Regions from separate parts of the Mus musculus genome. Here region 1 is linked to region 2. The links are chromatin contacts, called in public Hi-C maps. All regions are on one chromosome and are shown on one strand. Each heading gives the region's core, a stretch centred on a gene start, on an enhancer-like site or on the middle of the called end of the contact. The rest is flanking DNA. Distances are from core to core; before and after follow the strand shown.

Region 1 (2,700 bases), core at 192-2,691, 190 kb after region 2:
CTTCAAATTGTCTTCTGGCCTCTACACGCAAGTCATGCACATTCACGAAATGCATACACACACGTATGCAATAAACATATACATGCATGCATGCACACATGCGCACACATACACACGTGCACACATACACATTATACATATCCATACTCACATACACACAAATAAAGTACATAAATTCAAAAGTAACCTAAACTACAAACTGGAGCAGGAGAGACAGATTAGTTGGTAAAATACCGACACGTGTGCGTGATACCGGACTTCAATACCAAGAATCCAAGTTTAAAAACAAACAGGCGTAGCGGTGCACACTTGCAACCCCAACACTAAGGAGGGTGTGGATGGAGACTGGCTGGCTGGTCAGTGTAGCTAAATCAGGATCAGCTAGAGACCCTGACTTGCAAAACAAGTGGATGGCACCAGGGACGATACCTGAGGCTGATGTCTAGCCTCCACATGCACCTGCACACACGTGCACAACACACTTAATGCAACAAGCCAGGGAAGGGCATAAATCAGCAACTCCCAACCAAAGAAACCGCTACCTACGGGGTTACCAAGGAACACAGCAGGGGCCCAACCTTGTCTGTAGTCCAAGAAGCAGGAGGGAAAGCCCCATTGCCAGGCTTAGGGAGACACTGAGAACCCCAAGGGCTGAGGATAAATGGCTTTCTGTCATCCCCAAGACTGCCATGACAGTCCCCAGCTCCTTCAAGTAGGAGGACACGATGGGCTAGCATGTGCTACCTGACCACAGTGGGCAAACACATGCTACCTGACCACAGTGGGCGAGCATGTGCTACCTGACCACAGTGGGCGAGCATGTGCTACCTGACCACAGTGGGCGAGCATGGGCTACCTGACCACAGTGGGCGAGCATGGGCTACCTGACCACAGTGGGCGAGCATGGGCTACCTGACCACAGTGGGCGAGCATGGGCTACCTGACCACAGTGGGCGAGCATGGGCTACCTGACCACAGTGGGCGAGCATGGGCTACCTGACCACAGTGGGCAGACACGTGCTACCTGACCACAGTGGGCGAGCATGGGCTACCTGACCACAGTGGGCAAACACGTGCTATCTGACCACAGTGGGCGAGCATGGGCTACCTGACCACAGTGGGCAAGCATGGGCTACCTGACCACAGTGGGCACAAGGAATCCTGGCCATGCTGATCACTGGCACCATCTACCCAATGAGAGACTGTGTTTCAGTCTGGATCTCCAGCATTGCTAAAGGAGACCACAGCAACCAAGCAGGAAGAAGGCAGGCCTCTGGCGGAAACTAGAGAACTCGAAATGTCAACGGCTGTGGAAAGGAAAACCTGGACTCGTGTCAGAGAGGTCCGAATGTGTGGGATGAGCCTGTTTTCTTCTTGGCACTGAAGAAGGAAGTAGAGGAGTTTTATAGAGACAACAGCAATGAGTTCTGAACACATTTACAGAAGGAGCACTTCCTCTATTGCTGGAGTTAAGGTTGATGAAGGGAAAGAGCCACAGCTGACACACAGAGGGAAGAGGAAGGTGCGAGAGGCCCACCAGGCAACTAACCAAAGAACCACAGGCTGCAAGAGGGTAAGAGGCGGGAGGGCCCCAGCTTCCAAACCCAGAAACTCGAAATCCATCTAGAAATGTGAGCAGAAAGTTTCTCAAGAAACCGACATAAGGTTCCTCCTGGAGAGGAGGGACTGAGTGGGAGGAGAGCCTGTGTCCTTTGCTCTATAGGCCTCTTATTAGCATCCTGAATGTGCATCTAGTCTTTGAATTTAAAGGGGTAGGGGACACTCAAAAACATAAAAATAATTTCAATGTCTAACAAGCCACTCGTTAAAATTGGCATGCTTATGCAACACCTTTATTCCCAGCACTCAGGAGCAGAAGCAAACAGATCTCCGTGAGTTCACCCATCTGCCCGGCTGATAGAAGGCTCCACCCTGGACCCCACTGCACCTCTCCTAAGCTCACCCGGCTCTGGCCAACCATTTGAGACATTTCCTGGCCTGGCTGCATCCTGAAATGCTCATCAGAATTAAATCATGGGAAGATGTTCAAAGGCCTTCAGAGAAGTAATGAGTCTGCATTCAATTACTTTCTGCCTTCATTGGGAGAGTCACCTCGGTGCGTCCCTTAAAGCCTCGGGAGAGATGGTTTCTCAGTGCCTGCTCTGAGATCGTAGACTGATGCTCTGGCATGCAAAAGAGGTCAGGAGAAGCAGGGTTAAGGCTGCAATCAACCAGAAAGAAAGAAAGAAAGAAAGAAAGAAAGAAAGAAAGAAAGAAAGAAAGAAAGAAAGAAAGAAAGAAAGAAAGAAAGAAAGAAAGGAAGGAAGGAAGGAAGGAAGGAAGGAAGGAAGGAAGGAAGGAAGGAAGATAGGAAGGAAGGAAGCAAGCAAGCAAGCAAGCAAGCAAGCAAACGAAAAAGAAAACCCCACCAGCACCGGTGACACCTGAGCCCCACACTTACTTCAGAATATTTTGTGAGCCAGGTATGTAGGATGTAGGCTCACACCTACAGTCCCAGCACCCAGGAGGCAGTGGAAGGAGAGCCAGAAGTTCAACACCAGCCCAAGACCAGGGAGAGAGACTGAAACCAACCTGAACCATATAATACTGTCTCAAAAGACAAAAATGAGAGCTGGAGATATCAGATGGTAGAGTGTTAACCTAGCACTCATGAAGCCCCATTTCAAGCCCCAGAACGGC
Region 2 (2,700 bases), core at 67-2,566:
ACAGAAAAGGCATGTCTGAAGGACAATGGGACACAGATGATGGGGACAGAAAAGGCATGTCTGAAGGACAACTTGGCAGAGACACTTAGCCAGGTATTTAGAGTCTGTGTCTTGGGTCCCTGGAGAGGAGACCCCTTTGTTTTCTCCCTTTTAATTAGAAACCTTTGCATTGGGGGCATCTGATGTACCTCAGTGTCCTACCCCCTCAGGACCCATACTACTCACACCCCTACCCGAGTTCTCTCCTCCCTGCTCCTCCGACACCCTCATCCCCACATCGGCCAGCAGCCGTGTGCTTCCCATGCTGTGTTTCAAGTTACCCCCGACTTGGCTGAGCAATCCTGCTACTTCTCCAAAGCAGCCCTGGACATGTCAGAGGGGCAGAAGTTGACTGTGTTCTGTGTGGTCACTCATGGATGGATGTTCTGCGAGGTAGGAGAGAAGTGAGGGGCAGGGACAGGGGGGCTCAGAAAACCCATGATGCTAACTGCTGAGGGACCCTTGGGTGGGAGGGAAAGAAGAGGTGAACCACAGAGAGCAAAGAATATAAAGCCACGGAGGCAAGACAGACACACACACAAACACATGCACACACACTTGGGGTTTATTCTCCTGGATGTCACCCCCACTGTGTTTGGTATACTAGGACAGTAGGCTAGGGCAGATGAGAGGATTTGGCGTTTGCTTGTTTGTTTGTTTGTTTGTTCGTTGTTTTCTTTTCTTTTTGAAGCTTCACAAAGGATCTCCTTAAAGCTGAAGGGGCACACTTTCTCTGAACCCTGTAATGCCAGGGCTGAGAGGCAGGCGTCTAGGTGTGTGAAGAGTGCTATCCCAGGCATGTAAATCCATCTGGAGGTGGAAAACAGAAAAGAGGGGGATCCCAACAGGGCTGCACCAAGAGGGAAATCTCAACAGCGGAAAAAGACGAGGGATTACACACAGAGTCAGGATTCAAGGAGGTTCATTTGTACGATGGTGTGGCTGAGAAAAGTCCAGATGGAAACGGCCGCCTGACTCTGTCTACACTGGAAAGTGCGCTCCAACAGAAATAGTGAGTCAGAACTCGATGCCGTGTTTGTCAACTTGGGGACCAGCTGGGCTGTGTGTTGAACAACCCATCAATCCGCTAGACACACACAGAACGGGAGGCATCTTCCAGTTGTCAGAGTAAAGATTCTTTACTCTTCAGTCCGGCAACCCGAAGACAAACAAGGGAATTTGTGGCTTGGTTTCCTTGACAACCTTATCTTCACTTCAGGCACCATCCCTGTCTCCAAGCAACAGGGCACTCTTCAGAATTACCAGAAGGTGAAAAACCAGCACTTGCCCCAGTCCTCCAGGACAAAGCAGGATGGGGAAGAGCCACTGACCCACACCTCACAATGCAGAGCCCAGGGAGGCTAGGGAAGGTGTGTCTCCCCAAGTATTTCCCCAGACCACATGCACCCAGACTCTATCCCCTCAAGTTCCTTATGTGCATGCTTTGGCTTATTCCCTGGAGGACACAGTGACTCAACCATTCCTAATGCAAAAGCCCTACATGGCCTCAAGCGGGGGGGGGGGGGGGGGGGAAGAAGTGGAGGCGGACCCTAGAGAGCAGGGCACAGAAGGAAAGCCAAGATGTTACTGTCACCATGACTTAGCAGATTGCTAAACCTGGAGAAAGGAGTTTGATTAAAGGAAGAGAGAAGACACCTCTATTGCGGTGTTGATATTTAAGAAGACCTCATTTGCCTCAGAAAACAGGATTCTGAGTGTTTGTTTTTTTACTGTGGGCTCCGTCCCTGGGCCACGAAGAATGTCTAAGAGTATAAAGAAGAGGTATGAGTGAGCAAACTCTTGAGAGGTGGCAGCTCTGAGTCTTCATGGAGACCAGAGGAGTGAGCTGAGCGGCTGAAGGAACTGGGAAACAGAAGGAGCCGACATGGGATAGGTTCAGGTGTTGCATCTCATAACCCAGAAAGCCACCATCCATCTCAATCCTTTATTGAGGATTTCAAACCACCTCACACCCATGACCATAGCTGCCCTTACAGCATCTGCAAAGCTGGGGCCAGGCTGGAGCTTGGAATTATGCCCCTTCCTTCACAGCCGTGGCCATCTCTACTTGAGGGCTGTTCTTGCACGCCATTCACACCACACAAGGCTATTTCTCAAGAAGACACACACTACAGAGTCTGAGTCCAAACTCTGTCCCATCATTGGGATTGAAGAATTCTGATGGTCTGGTTTGTTATCATTCAAATAAAATCCCCAAATCTCAGGGAGTACAGGCAATTACAGTTTTCAGTCATCCTGCAACTGTATGGATCTATTCAGGACCCCTCCCTATGACAGTGAGTAGCGATTGTTAGCTTTACGTCATCTAGACCAGGAGACAGCTGTACTGGTTGGGTTTGTGTGTCAACTTGACACAGTTGGAGTTATCACAGAGAAAGGAGCCTCCCTTGAGGAAATGCCTCCATGAGATCCAGCTGTAAGGCATTTTCTCAATTAGTGATCAAGGGAGGAGGGCCCCTTGTGGGTGGTGCCATCCCATGGCTGGTGGTCTTGGGTTCTATAAGAGAACAGGCTGAGCAAGGCAGGGGAAGCAAGCCAGTAAGTAACATCCCTCCATGGCCTCTGCATCAGCTCCTGCTTCCTGACCTGCTTGAGTTCCAGTCCTGACTTCCTTTGGTGATGAACAGCAACGTGGAAGTG

The links. A called contact is a pair of places that touch in the nucleus more often than the background predicts.
Region 1: a Hi-C map of the N1E-115 cell line shows a contact between it and region 2, with 3 times the contacts expected there. The contact joins two enhancer-like sites. A contact is called at or near these places in 2 of 39 promoter capture datasets (hippocampal neurons and liver), 2 of 484 Hi-C or Micro-C datasets (the N1E-115 cell line and cortical neurons) and 1 of 115 datasets of contacts at active chromatin or transcription factors (embryonic stem cells).

What each region holds. Positions count from the first base shown.
Region 1 is chr11:113,542,985-113,545,684 of GRCm38.p6, forward strand. All of the region lies in intron 3 of Slc39a11 (solute carrier family 39 (metal ion transporter), member 11), which reads right to left. Among named protein-coding and RNA genes, the nearest start is that of Slc39a11, 21 kb to the right of the region's middle. Within about 2 kb of position 1,442, at least 59 of the 459 cell types and tissues checked have an H3K27ac peak or open chromatin away from gene starts, as enhancers often do. A contact at or near this core is called in the N1E-115 cell line, where this site is marked.
Region 2 is chr11:113,351,110-113,353,809 of GRCm38.p6, forward strand. The region is part of intron 6 of Slc39a11 (solute carrier family 39 (metal ion transporter), member 11); the gene reads right to left. All of the region lies in intron 1 of Gm51926 (a long non-coding RNA gene), which reads left to right. Among named protein-coding and RNA genes, the nearest start is that of Gm51926, 12 kb to the left of the region's middle. Within about 2 kb of position 1,317, at least 36 of the 459 cell types and tissues checked have an H3K27ac peak or open chromatin away from gene starts, as enhancers often do. A contact at or near this core is called in the N1E-115 cell line, where this site is marked.